Linked DNA regions of Anas platyrhynchos: region 1 is linked to region 2. Evidence: chromatin contacts called from public Hi-C data. All regions are on one chromosome and are shown on one strand. The core of a region is the stretch at or near the end of the contact, and the rest is flanking DNA. Distances in the headings are between cores, read along the strand shown. Region 1 overlaps MED13L (mediator complex subunit 13L). Region 2 overlaps MED13L (mediator complex subunit 13L).

Region 1 (6,109 bases), core at 1,707-4,206, 71 kb after region 2:
GCCACTGGGACAGGACTCACGGGTTCTTCACAGCTGAAGGTCTGCACCCCCTAGGCAGTCTCCTTTAACAACTCCAAGTGAACGGGTTTGGGTCACAAATTCATCTCTGACTCATTACAGAGCCAAAAAGTGATCCAGCGAAATTAAGGTGCTTAAAAGCTTTGCTCAGACAATGGACAACAACTCCATTTACAGAAGCTGGTGGTTAGGGTGGCCTGCAGCTCATGGGAAACACCTACTAGCCGTGTATTGTGGCCTGATAAGCAATAACTGGCTTTTGATTTTAAAGGACTGGGTTTCCCTAAACTCAGTAAAAACAACGCTCAAAAATAAACATAGCACGTTGGTGCCTCAGTTCAGTTGCTTGCTGTGAGTCCTGTTACATCTTTTAATAAGTTTTGAGAAGTCAGGGCCTTTTGATGCTCTAGATATATGGTTGATTACTTGAAGTTGTTTTTTTTTAAACTGAGAATTGTATGAGAATCCGTATATGTTGTAGATTTTTCTAAGTAGTAATCACAGGGCCTACTTAACTAACTCCATATGGCCAAAAGCATGTAGTCAGCCTTTAAGTGGGACAAAGAGTGTTGGAGTCTTAATGAAATATGCAGTAATCATCAGGGCTGTGTTAGCTCTTTACATTATTTCACACTGCTGCCTTGAAACAAAGGACAGGATGTGGCACATTTAATGCTTTCCCCTTGAGAATCAGTTGGAGTAAAGTTCAATTTTTAATTCAAAAGGCAAGGAAAGCTGTTACGGAATTAAAGATGTGGATGCTGCCCAGATGAGCTATAAATAACTGATCCATGAACAGCAAAACCTCTCTAATGCTCAAGTAAAGATAAATGCACCCCCTACAACAGCATACTCATCCTAAACCTTTCTCTCAGATCTTTTTTTTTTTTTCTCCTGCTACTTTAACTATAAAAAATGATAATCAGTTAAATTGAGTCAAACTGGGAGGTAGAAATAAGAATCGTACCTTGCAAATATAATTGCAGTAGTCTCTGGTTTTGTTGTTAAATGAACCTTTTCCTTGCTGGATATTTTGCTATTGGCACTTTGTGTGGTCTTGTGTGACAAAACATTTGATGCTCGTGCCTACTGGGGTGTGCGTGCAGCCTGCGCTGCGCAGTGCTCTGCGGCTCCATCGTTACGTCTGCAGTGAATTTCTCTCTCCAATTTACTGCTTAGCTTTGGGTGCTGAGCTTGTGTCGTCAACAGTTCTGCTAAATTTCGAGGCATAGCAAAGAGGTTTTGAAACAACTTCTGTCTGTACCACTAGGACTTTGCAGCTAATGTCAAAATTGGCTCTGCTTGTTTCAGGAATCTAAAAATGTGGGAGAGGTGAGCCAGCAAAGAGGACTGTATTCTTTGACTGTAATTCTTGGGTCATGTGCCAAAATCAGGCAAATGGTACTGCTGTACCTCTTTGACTGGTGAATCTGCAATTCCTTACCAGTAAGATCATGGAAGGATGCCTCTTGCCAGCAGTCTGCAGGGGGATCCTCCCGACCGATTTGCCTATGGCTCTTGTAGGTGTTGGATCCCCTGCACTCCTTGGTATTTCTAGCTGCTCAGAAGACAGCCAACTCAGATGGTAGGTGTACTCCTCTGTTAAAAATAACATACCAAAGAGCAATAGTTACTGTAGGGTAACTATTCTATTTTGGCAGAACTCCCAAAGTAAAAATGTTGTTATTGTATTGAGGTAATATTTCAATCTTGATAGATTTGAAATTGCTTTTGAGCTTCCTCCCTCCCATTCTGTTGTTTGGATTAAAATGTATTCTGGTATCCACTGGGCAGCCAGCCAGTACTAAATTAACAGCTTCCACTGAAAAGCCTTTGTGTGTTCCAAGGCTTCAGTGCACACTTGTTTGACATGAATATCGCGGAGTTTGGAAGGTATCATTCCTAAGCATTATGAGTACTTAATGTAGTTTTTCATTTTGTTTAAAATGGTCTGTGGAGCTTTCTGTAATATTTCCGTGAGTAGTGAATCTATTTGAAAATTGATTTAATATTTTAAAGGGTGGTGAAGACTGTAAGACAACTCTTGTTTATGTGTGTATATATATCTACATCTTCCTTTGATACATGGAAGTAAATTTAATAAACAACTACAGGATGATGCCTGTCACTTCCACGTCTTTTCTCACAACTTGTGGTTTAAAAATGAACCAAACTAAAAGAAAACTCATTTTTCCCCTTAGTTAAGCCTAGGTAAATTTGCTTCTGTAACTTTTGCCAAGATAGCTCATTTACAAGTACCTGTCTATACTCTTTGGTGCTTCCCGTATTTCAGTAGCCTCTGCTTCCAAAATATTCCTCAGAGTGCGTTTAGCAAAACAGGTAAATAATCCTGTTCTTTAGCATATCATTTAAGCACATACTTAAATCCTTTTCTCACTTAGTATCTCATTTCATAATTACTTGTAAGGGGTTCAGTCATCTCAAAAATGCCTCAGTCACCGTGTAGATGGCATTTGGCTGTGTTTGTTACAGGAAAGCATCGCTGCTATTTTGAGCTGCTCACTTCTTGTAAGCGAGAGCTGCTGAGAATTAAGCAAGGAGTAGGTTCAAAGAAATTTTCATTAATCTTGTCAGTACTTGGCTATTGTCATCTTATTTGCTTGTCCAATTTGGGGTTGGAGGATGGTGTCCCAGTACTACTAGCAGACATGACACCTTGTGTGAACCAAGATGTGAACCTGGAATCCTGAAACAGAAATGGGCCGCATGTATTGGGGAGCATCTTTAAAGACCAAAGTGGTGATTTAATCTATTTGTATTTCATAAACATCTGCCTCTTGTTAGATCTTTTTAATGTTATTGTTCATACAGTTATGATTCTTTTCTAACCATCTCTGATGTCAATATCTGAGAGTGAGTGTTGTTGATGTAAGGTGTCCCTGGCTGAGGACGCAGGACACGGAGAGAACATCTTGAGAGTTCTGAGCTTCTGGAACAGTACGAGAAAGGAGATGCTATCAGTTAATCAGGATCTTAGTGTTTCAAACACTGAGCATGAAGAATGTTTGCGAGGTTGCTGGGTGCATGTATGTGCTAAATATTGTCCTTAACCTTGTCTCACAAGCCACCCGTGGCACCCATGGGTGTAGCAGTGCTATGGCTGTGATAGCTGGCTTGAGCTACTGCTGGCAGCGTGCAGTGAAGCAATGCAGTAAGTGAAGTCTGGAGTTAATCTGTGACTGATAGCATGTTAAAAGGCATTTTAAAATATATAGAGACCAGGAGTAAGTTGAGTGGGGTAGATTTGTCTTAAATACAGAATAAATATATCATTGCAATGACACCTTGTCAAAAGAAAAGACATTCAAAGCAGTTCTTGTGAAAAGCAAAAAAAATGACAGTAGTGAGAACATAAAGTATATATTGCCTTACAGATTTGCTGAGAATTCTTTGCAAATTTGTCAGGGATGAGAATTTTAGGTATAAAATGCTGCTTTACCAAACTTGTTTTCCCATTGCAGTATGAGAGTCTTTCTGCTTTATGTTGAGAAAAATTCCAGTGGAAATTAAGTACTTGTTAAATAATTTGTCTGTCTCTCTTACTGTTCTGTCTCGAAAACTATCACCAGTTGTGAAATTATTTCTTATGCGTAAAGGTAGGAACTTAATGCGTTGTCTACTTAGGTTCTGGTAAGTTTTGTAATTTGGTTGATTTGAATATTGCATGAGTAAATAAACATAATTTTCCAGAACTATCCATGCCGACCTAATTTTAATTCCTTTCTGAAGTCACTAGTAAAACCTGGCTTCCATGACTCAAAATAAGATCTGGAAATTCAGGTTAAATGCAGTGGTAGTGGCTTTGTTTATTTGCTTCCTAAATTTATTTTTAACTAAAACAGAGGTGGTGCAATTACTTTAGAGCTGTAGATCTTCTGTAATAATTGTTAGAAAAAAAACTGTGTATTTACAATTTGAATATGGTAATGCTTCAATGTAATAATAATAATGGAAGGAAAAAAGAGCTTACATACTGCTTACTTGTAAAATCAAGATAAATTTTGCTTCTCACTACGCTTTCTGCAAAGTACTAGAGAAGTCTTCATGCATCTGTAGAATTAAGTTTATGGGAAAGAGGCACTGCTGTGATCCTATTGAGAGCTAATTCTTCAGATGGTGGCTCAGAGCAAATGGATCTAGCTATTAAATGGGGATTATCCCCATATTTGCTACCCTGTTTAAACAACCTCTAAGTTTTGTAGAAACTTAAATTTATTATATCTGGATTTTTAAGCCAGCAGACTAATATCTAGAGTAATTGTAAAGCTCTCTTCTTAAAGGTGAAGGCATTTTATAGGTTATATGGATATCAAATAAGCAAGGGGGAAGGCGTAAAAGAAAACAAATGTGATTGTCAGTAACATTTATCATTGATCTTATGATTATGTTTGATAATTCCTTTTGACCAGAGTAGGGAATATGTACTTCAGTAAATATTCAACAAGATACATTTCTGGTCCTTCATTTTCTCCTTGGGGGAAAAAATAAGCAAACCCCAGCCTTTCAGTAATTTTCCGTTGGAAGCCTCATTTGCTGTCAGATTAGGTTTAAGTGTTACAAGCCAGTGGAGTGCTTTGGCCAAGAAAGATCAAGCTGAGCAGGGCTGCCAGCTTGATGTGGTATTTCAGATGGGGACTTTTCATTGTTAATTTACAGCTTAAACATGAGCTCTGTGACTGGTATTTAGCAATGATGGGAGTGTTTGTGTATGAATTCAGGAGTTGCTTTTTGCTTCTATAGCATGACCAAGTCAGCAAGGTACAGCATTTTTGCTTCCATCCTCTGTAGGTGAGGATTTCAGGGAGTGATTTATCATATGCATAAAACCAGCTGATTATTGACTACATGAAGAACACACACAGTTCTTGCAGGCAGTCTGTTGGGTATATAGGTGAATGTGTATTTTTGTCACAAAAATCTTTGACAGAAAGGCAAAATGTCCTTTACAGCATCTACTTGTCGTTTAAGACATCCTGGCAACAGATTTTTACTTCGTTTTTCTCTTGCATTTGTTAATGATCTCACAGATTCCCCATCTTAGTCAGTCAGCATCCTGGATTGCTTGTTAAATTTCTGGAGTGTCCAGCGGAGATGGTTTGATGTACGTGAAAGGAGGCTGTGGCCTAAGGCAAGCACAAAAGGACGAAACACTTCACTGCTGCGCGAGCGGTATCTGAAGCTAATGCACGGCGACGTGGGCTGCATGGTCAGCCAGAACAGAGTTTCGGCTTAGGGCATGCGAAGATTGCTGGGATCACAGTGTCAGCTCTAATTTCAATTAAGTCTTTGCAAAGAGCTCCGTGCGTAGGTCCTTCTGCTTGACAGCTAAGGTCTTTCTTTCAGGATGCATAAATAGATGGCTGTTATTTACTGAAATATTAAGGAAAAATGAAGTGGGCTGAATTACAATCTCTTTGAAGCAGTGTTTTTAAACAGGAGTACATTTTAAATAAAATAAAGCCTCATTTTTAATAATGGTTTTGGAAAAGCAGCATTTTTGTGTCCTTATGCAATGGAGCACGGAGCCAGATGCACAGAAGCACTTGGAGGCGAAGAGCTGCATGGCTGTGGCCACACCACGGGTCCTCGGGTGGCTTTGGTTGGGTCTGCTCCAGGGGCCAGCTGGCAGAGCCTGGGCACTGTGACCAAGGCACGTCTGGGACCTCCATCTCGGGTTGTGTCCTGCAGGCGTTCCTCAAGTGGCTGTGCAGTCCTTGGTGCCACTTCTGTTTGGTGTTTCTGCATCGTGCTACACTGTGTTCTTGGGGTTTGGAGGTGGGCTTGTAGACTTGCCTGCTTTTTATTACTCTTTGACACTGGACTTGGGATTGCAGGAAGGATAGCCTTATCCTTGAGGGAGGGTTAATTCTTAATATTATTCCTTGTTACAGTAGCTGCTGTTTACCTGTTTGGAGCTTGTCAACACAGCCATGTTTTGGCTGGCAGTCAGTCCTGCAGCAGAGGGGCAACATTTCTAAAGTATGCCGGGCCTAGGAATCTAACTCAGCCATACTGACCCAAAAATGTTTTGAAAGTGAGAAGTTAATGTGGGTCTGTAACCTTGATTGCA
Region 2 (5,782 bases), core at 3,070-5,569:
GGTTTTTTTTTTTCGGTGGAGGGAAGCAGCTGAAAATGGGCTCTGGTGGTTGGGCGGCTAGCGGAGATGTCATCCTCCCGTCTGGTTGGCGATCGACAACTTTGTACTCGGCTCGCTTGGTTTAACGCTGCAGGAATTACGTTATCAGCCAGCTGCAGCTTCGTGAGCTAAATTTAAAGCGAGAAAACGGTCTGGTTCCGTGTCAGGGCAAGGCCGCTTGGAAATGGGGTTGTTGCTGTGCCTTATTTTACCTGCCACCTGCAGGAGCTGCGTCCCTTGTGGCAGGGCAGCAGCCGGGTGAGTGGGAGGGCTGCTGGATCAGCCCGAGCCTTCTCCTGCTGCTGGGGCAGGGGGAAGGAGGAGCTCACGGTGCGTGGCATGGTACAGCTACCACAAACTTGGAACGCAGGCTTGGCTGTAGGATACAAAAGCTCTTGGTGGGTAGCATCTCCCTAAGCCGGTGCTCTAGGAGAATTGGAGGTGGGTGAACACGTTGATTTTTAGGTTTTGCTTTCCTTTCCAACAGAAAGGAAGAGACTCATGTTAGCTTTTCTAGGAATTAAGGGGGAGGGGGGAAGAAAATGAACTCAAAATGTGAATGATCAATCTTTTTGTTTAATATTTTTTTTCTGTTGCTGTATGTTTGTTATTCTGCTCCTGATGGCTTGTTTATGTCTGTGTGCTTACTGTATTTTGCTCATACCTACTGAGAATTTGGGACAAGTGCTGTCGTCACTTATGCTGCTAGGAAACTGGCCCAGAGGTTCTTCTGTGAGAATAAACGCAGTTCTTATTTCTGGCTCTTTGATGAACTTTTACGTTACTTAGGCTTGTACGTAGGCTTCTGCTTGACAGAGTTTTCTGGGACATGCCGGTGTGTGGCAGCGCTACGTGTGTGGAGGTGCAGGGATTGTTACAGTGATCCTGAATACACGCAGAGAAAAAACCATAAGCACGAGGGAGACGATTGGATCAGGTTGTAAGAGCGAGGTAGTGAATGTTTATCCTTTATGTGTAGAGTTGTGAGGTCCCCGTTTATTCACGGAAAATCGATTAGCGTGTTTCTGAGGAGCATAACTTCACGTAGCTGCAAACTGCAGATCTGTCACCGCCAACGTTAATTGGCGGTGTGCAATTAGCGCGCGTTAGAATGTGGAGTTATTTCATAGTCGCTGTGGTTTGGTCTGTCTGCTTTGTTTTTTCACCCTACTAGGGAAATGTGAAATCTTTACACGGGTGCGTAACACTGTCAAAATAAATCCAGCTGAATTCTTTTGCGAGTGGGCTTACTAATGATAATGAGTTTAATGTGCCACCCTTTAATCTCCTGTGTGACTTTGTGGGAGCTCTCCATACCTGGTGTGTGGTGCTGTGCATCCAACTGCAATGCTTTTATTGTTTCCTGGCCCTATGTGCAAAAAGTATCCAGTTAAATAGTATCTTTAATGTATATACATGCATATATACAAACACATGGTGACTGTTAGTGTGAGTTACTTTCAGTTACATCACTGTTTGTCGGGGTTTACGTACCAGTGCGGGGTACTGGGAAAGGAAATACTGACTGGGAACCTGTAGCTGACAGCAGTTGACCTTTTCACCTCAGATTGTCATATTCTTTTAAAAATTTATGAAGTGTTAAAGCTACAGTAGTCTGGATTACTAATTAGAGAAGCTTTTGCCAATCATTTACTTTTACAGTGCAGCAGCAGAAGAGGGTGCACAACCCTGCCAGCCGGGGATGGGAAATCACCCTTCTTTAGGTGTGTTGTGAGACTGTCTGAAACCCGTCCTGCTGGTAGGCGCCGGCTGCTAGAGGTCATTGTTTATCTCCCGCTTTGTTTTGGGCTGGAATCGAGAAGGAATGCTCTCGCCTGGAGAGCTGCAGCTCAGAAATGGGATGTCTGCGTGCTGGTGTTGAGGCACACTTCATCCCACGAGCACTGGTTTCTGAGGAGCGGTGTCTTCCCTGCCCAGAGCAGCCCAGGCTCTGCTGCGAGTCTGTGCTGGTCGCTGTCGTGGATTTGGGTTGCTTTGGCAGTTCGGGAATTGTAGCTTATTTTTCTGTCAGCTGCAGGCAGCTTAGAGAGATGACAGACACTGCTTTTTATTTGAGTCTCTTCAGGGGAAATAATTTCTGAAAGTATTTTACGTTTGTATGAAAAACATTACCTAAAGCTTTCTAGTAACCGATTCTGCTTTATTGGTGATGTCCAGAACGTGCGCAGGTTTGTAGCTTACAGTATTTCACGTGAGGGGAAGGCGTAGCCTGACGTGAGTCTGACAAACCCAGCTCTGAGCATCCAGCCACGAAAGAGCTCTCGGGCTTGCGCAGCTGCGTGTCGTGAGGTGTCCCCCTGGACACGGCGATGCGCAGGGCTGCAGCCTGCGCCGTGCATTGTTCTGTGCTGAGGCAGGAATCCAGCGCCCTTCGAGAAAACGGGGTGGTGTGTGTGTGTGTGCTCTGCCGGGCAGGGCAGCGTGCACAAAGACATCTGGGCTTCTGCTGTAAACGTCAAGCGTCTTTGAGCAAGATGATGCAAGGGTCGCTTTGGATATTTGTCATCGGAGTGCACCTTGGATGAGAACTTGTCTGCGCTCCGTGGAGAGATGGGCTCATTAAAACACACCAGCGGCTGCACTTCTAGCCCAGCAGGAGAAGAAATGATATTTATCCAAACTGTTTCGGCAGCAGTCAAAATGTCTGCTGCTGTTTTGGAAAAAAGGCTGTTTGTTTGTCAAAACATTACTTAATAAACTGGCCCTTAACACTTTCTTATTTAAATCCTAATGAAGAGTTGGCTATTAACTACCTCCAGACAAAATGCTGCGAGGTAACATGCTGGGCTTGGAGTTTTAATACCATCCTCCTCTGAATAATCCTGAATCACAGAGGTAGCCTTACTGAAATTAATTTGATTCTTCCTGTGCATAAGGGTTAATCACATGAAGGTAAAGGCTTGCATGAGGTACCGAGACGTTTCCTCACCTGTCCGGCTTGGCTGCTGTAGTGATCAACAGGCACGAGTCGCTCTCTGAAATGGGGCTGAGGTTGCACAATAACTTGTGTGCTGCAGCTGGAGAAAGCGGGCAGCAAGGTGTCAGGAGTGACCGAAAATCTGGAGCAGCTTTCGTGTGGTGGAAGGTTAGGTGCTGTGGGAGGCTTCAGCCTGGAGAACACGATGGTGTGCTTGGGAAGTGATACGGATTTATGTAACGCTTTATAGCATCTGCTAGCAAAGAGGTCAGGAGCACTTGTTTAAATGCATTCTTACAGAAACCTGCTGCAAGAAAGGGCTGGAGAACAGGGATTTGGTCTTTGCTTCTGTTGGTGCTCCAAGTCGAACTTATAGGGTTGCTGGGGGGGTTCTGCATTTGGCTCAACAGCAGTGACAGGAGCTGACTACGATCAGTGGGTCTTGTGGCTGTTTTCATAATGAAACTGAAAGGGGCCAAGGGGATCCGAGAGGGTGTTTGAAATTTGTGCTTAAAGGTTTTTTGTGGCATCTGAAAGCGAAGGTCAGGAATGCAGAGATTGCTGTAGAAGTTCTCTTGGTTCTCTTTGGTGGTGCATAACTATCAGTAAAAGACTTCATTGTAAATGGTTGGTTGCCCAACCAAATCCATAAGCAGTAGGAAATGAACCCGTATTAGCTCTTGGTTATAAGCGTGGGGCTGCAAGGCAGGTAGGATGCTGCCTCTCTCCGTGGTAGGTATCGTGCTTGTTTCACATTTTACGGAGGTGTGACTTTATGTATATATTTTTAAGAAATGGAATTAACTTCTGAAATTTCCCAGCAGTATTGGATTCTTCAGTTACTTTTTCTTCTGAGTTTTATTGGGTAACAGGATAGAAGTAGGAAAGCTACATTAGAAAGCTTGCTCACTTTAATCTCACAGGAGATTATTTATTTGGAATTGGAAGAATCTCCAGGGGTAGACTTTTTTTGTCCTGTTGGAGAGTATTCAGGAGTTTAACGGTGTCCCTCCAGGTGTGAACTTAAAGAAAATAGCTGTGGGTTCCCAAAGAGGTTGGGGCAGAGCGGCCTTCGGAGCGGTGCTACCTTCAGCCTGCCCCCCCCTTGGGGATGGAGTCGATGTGTTGGGTAACCGACCTCTTCTGAATAACACACGAGGAAAATGAGGAGGAGTTATATTTGCGGATCAGGACAAGGCGTGCCCAAGGGTCCCGAGCTAGCCAGTGGGAAATATTTGCGGGAAGATTTCTTGACCTCTGGTGAGGTTCTGAGCGTGCACACGGGGCTGGGAAACCTTGCCCAAGGACCAGGTCCTGCTTCTTGTAGCAGCATGAGTCCTTTGCAGAGAGGGCTGCTGTCAGCATTAGCACAACTCAGAAAATACTCACATTGCAGTGATGCGGCTGACCTGCTTATCTAGGATTTTTTTTTTTTTTTTTTTTTTTAGGAAACACAACTTTCACTTGCTCTAACACTAGCTGAAAAAACCTTTCTGGATGTTTCTACATAACTGGTGCAGCATTGACATCAGAACCCCGGTTCTCAACAACGTTTTGATCCCAAGGGTTTTTTTCTTTCCCTTCTGCTTCTGAGAGCACCTCCTCATGTGAGAGAGATTAAAGAAGGAACTCTTTAATCCTATACGTAGACCTTTCTTCTATTATTTTCCTTCTTTACAATACAATTATCTTGAAGAAATCTATAGAAACTGAAATCTTTAAACTTCAGGGAAGAAAATTCTGTGAGATAGCTGCTGGCTGTTAACTGGATCGGGTTGGTCACTAGGTGAAAAAGGAATTTTTATGGATGTTCTTCCCTTTTCTTTGTATCTCTAATTATTCAGAAATGCTATTCCTTGGTGAAGGGTGTGTGTATGTGTAGATAGACTGCTCTTTAAATGCCCGGAGGTATCAATGTTACAGGCATGGCATACTTTGTAACCAGCCGAACACTTGTGCTTGTTGGGGAAAGCTTTCTGGTTGCTGCTGAGAGCTCTCAACCTTCTGTCTCTGCTCTGCCTTGGTTGCTGCAGGGAATCCCCACCCTGTCTTCACTTCTACCCCCTTAGCTGTGGCAGCATCCTTTTGTCTGTTTGCCTAAACCATCCCTGCTCTTACCGAGAACGCTGCTGCAGTTTTCTGTCCCATCCTGTGGCTGGGACCGTGTTGTGCCCCTGCTTTCTCTCGTTGTCTTCCCTTGCTCTTACATCTCCTGCATTACTGGGACTTCTTCCAAAGGTGTCAGCCCTGTTCTGCCTTTGATTTTTTTTTTTTTTGTTTGTACCAAGTGAATCCTAACTCCCATAGGTGCTGTTGTCATCAAAAGTGAACTACCAACTACCATCTTTTGATTGTTTTCCTAGTTTTTTTCTAGCTCGTGGTGTTTGAGTAAGGTTACTAGTCGATGTCCATGGACTTAACTGCATTGCTGTCCTGAACCCTTTCTTAATCTTGTGTGTGTGATGCCTGCAGGCAACTGAGTAGCTCTGGCTAGGTGCAGGTCTGTCCTGGCTCTTGTCCTGAGGCCGACCAGCTCAGCTTTGTACTCTTTCGATCCCCGTATTCCTTCCCCCCTTCGCGTTCTCTGCATGAGCCGTGCGCTGCTGTTTTCCCGCAGAGTCCAGCACAGTGGGATTTGGGACTTGGTGATGCCATGGTAACACAAATAATATGAAAAAATACTGCACTGATTAGAAGCATGCTTGTTTTAGTATTATCCTGCCAGTTTTTAAAATGCACGAGTGTTTTCCCACATCCCAGTCCTTCTTGATTTGTTTATACAGAGCGTGTATTTACACGGGGGGC

The links. Hi-C and Micro-C count contacts between places; a contact is called where the count stands out from the background.
Region 1: a contact with region 2 is called in a Hi-C map of skeletal muscle, with 2.2 times the contacts expected there. The contact joins two enhancer-like sites. A contact is called at or near these places in 2 of 8 Hi-C or Micro-C datasets (skeletal muscle and subcutaneous adipose tissue).

What each region holds. Positions count from the first base shown.
Region 1 is chr16:6,087,660-6,093,768 of IASCAAS_PekinDuck_T2T, forward strand. The region is part of intron 6 of MED13L (mediator complex subunit 13L); the gene reads left to right. Among named protein-coding and RNA genes, the nearest start is that of MED13L, 97 kb to the left of the region's middle. Within about 2 kb of position 2,957, at least 2 of the 8 cell types and tissues checked have an H3K27ac peak or open chromatin away from gene starts, as enhancers often do.
Region 2 is chr16:6,014,847-6,020,628 of IASCAAS_PekinDuck_T2T, forward strand. All of the region lies in intron 5 of MED13L (mediator complex subunit 13L), which reads left to right. Among named protein-coding and RNA genes, the nearest start is that of MED13L, 24 kb to the left of the region's middle. Within about 2 kb of position 4,320, at least 1 of the 8 cell types and tissues checked has an H3K27ac peak or open chromatin away from gene starts, as enhancers often do.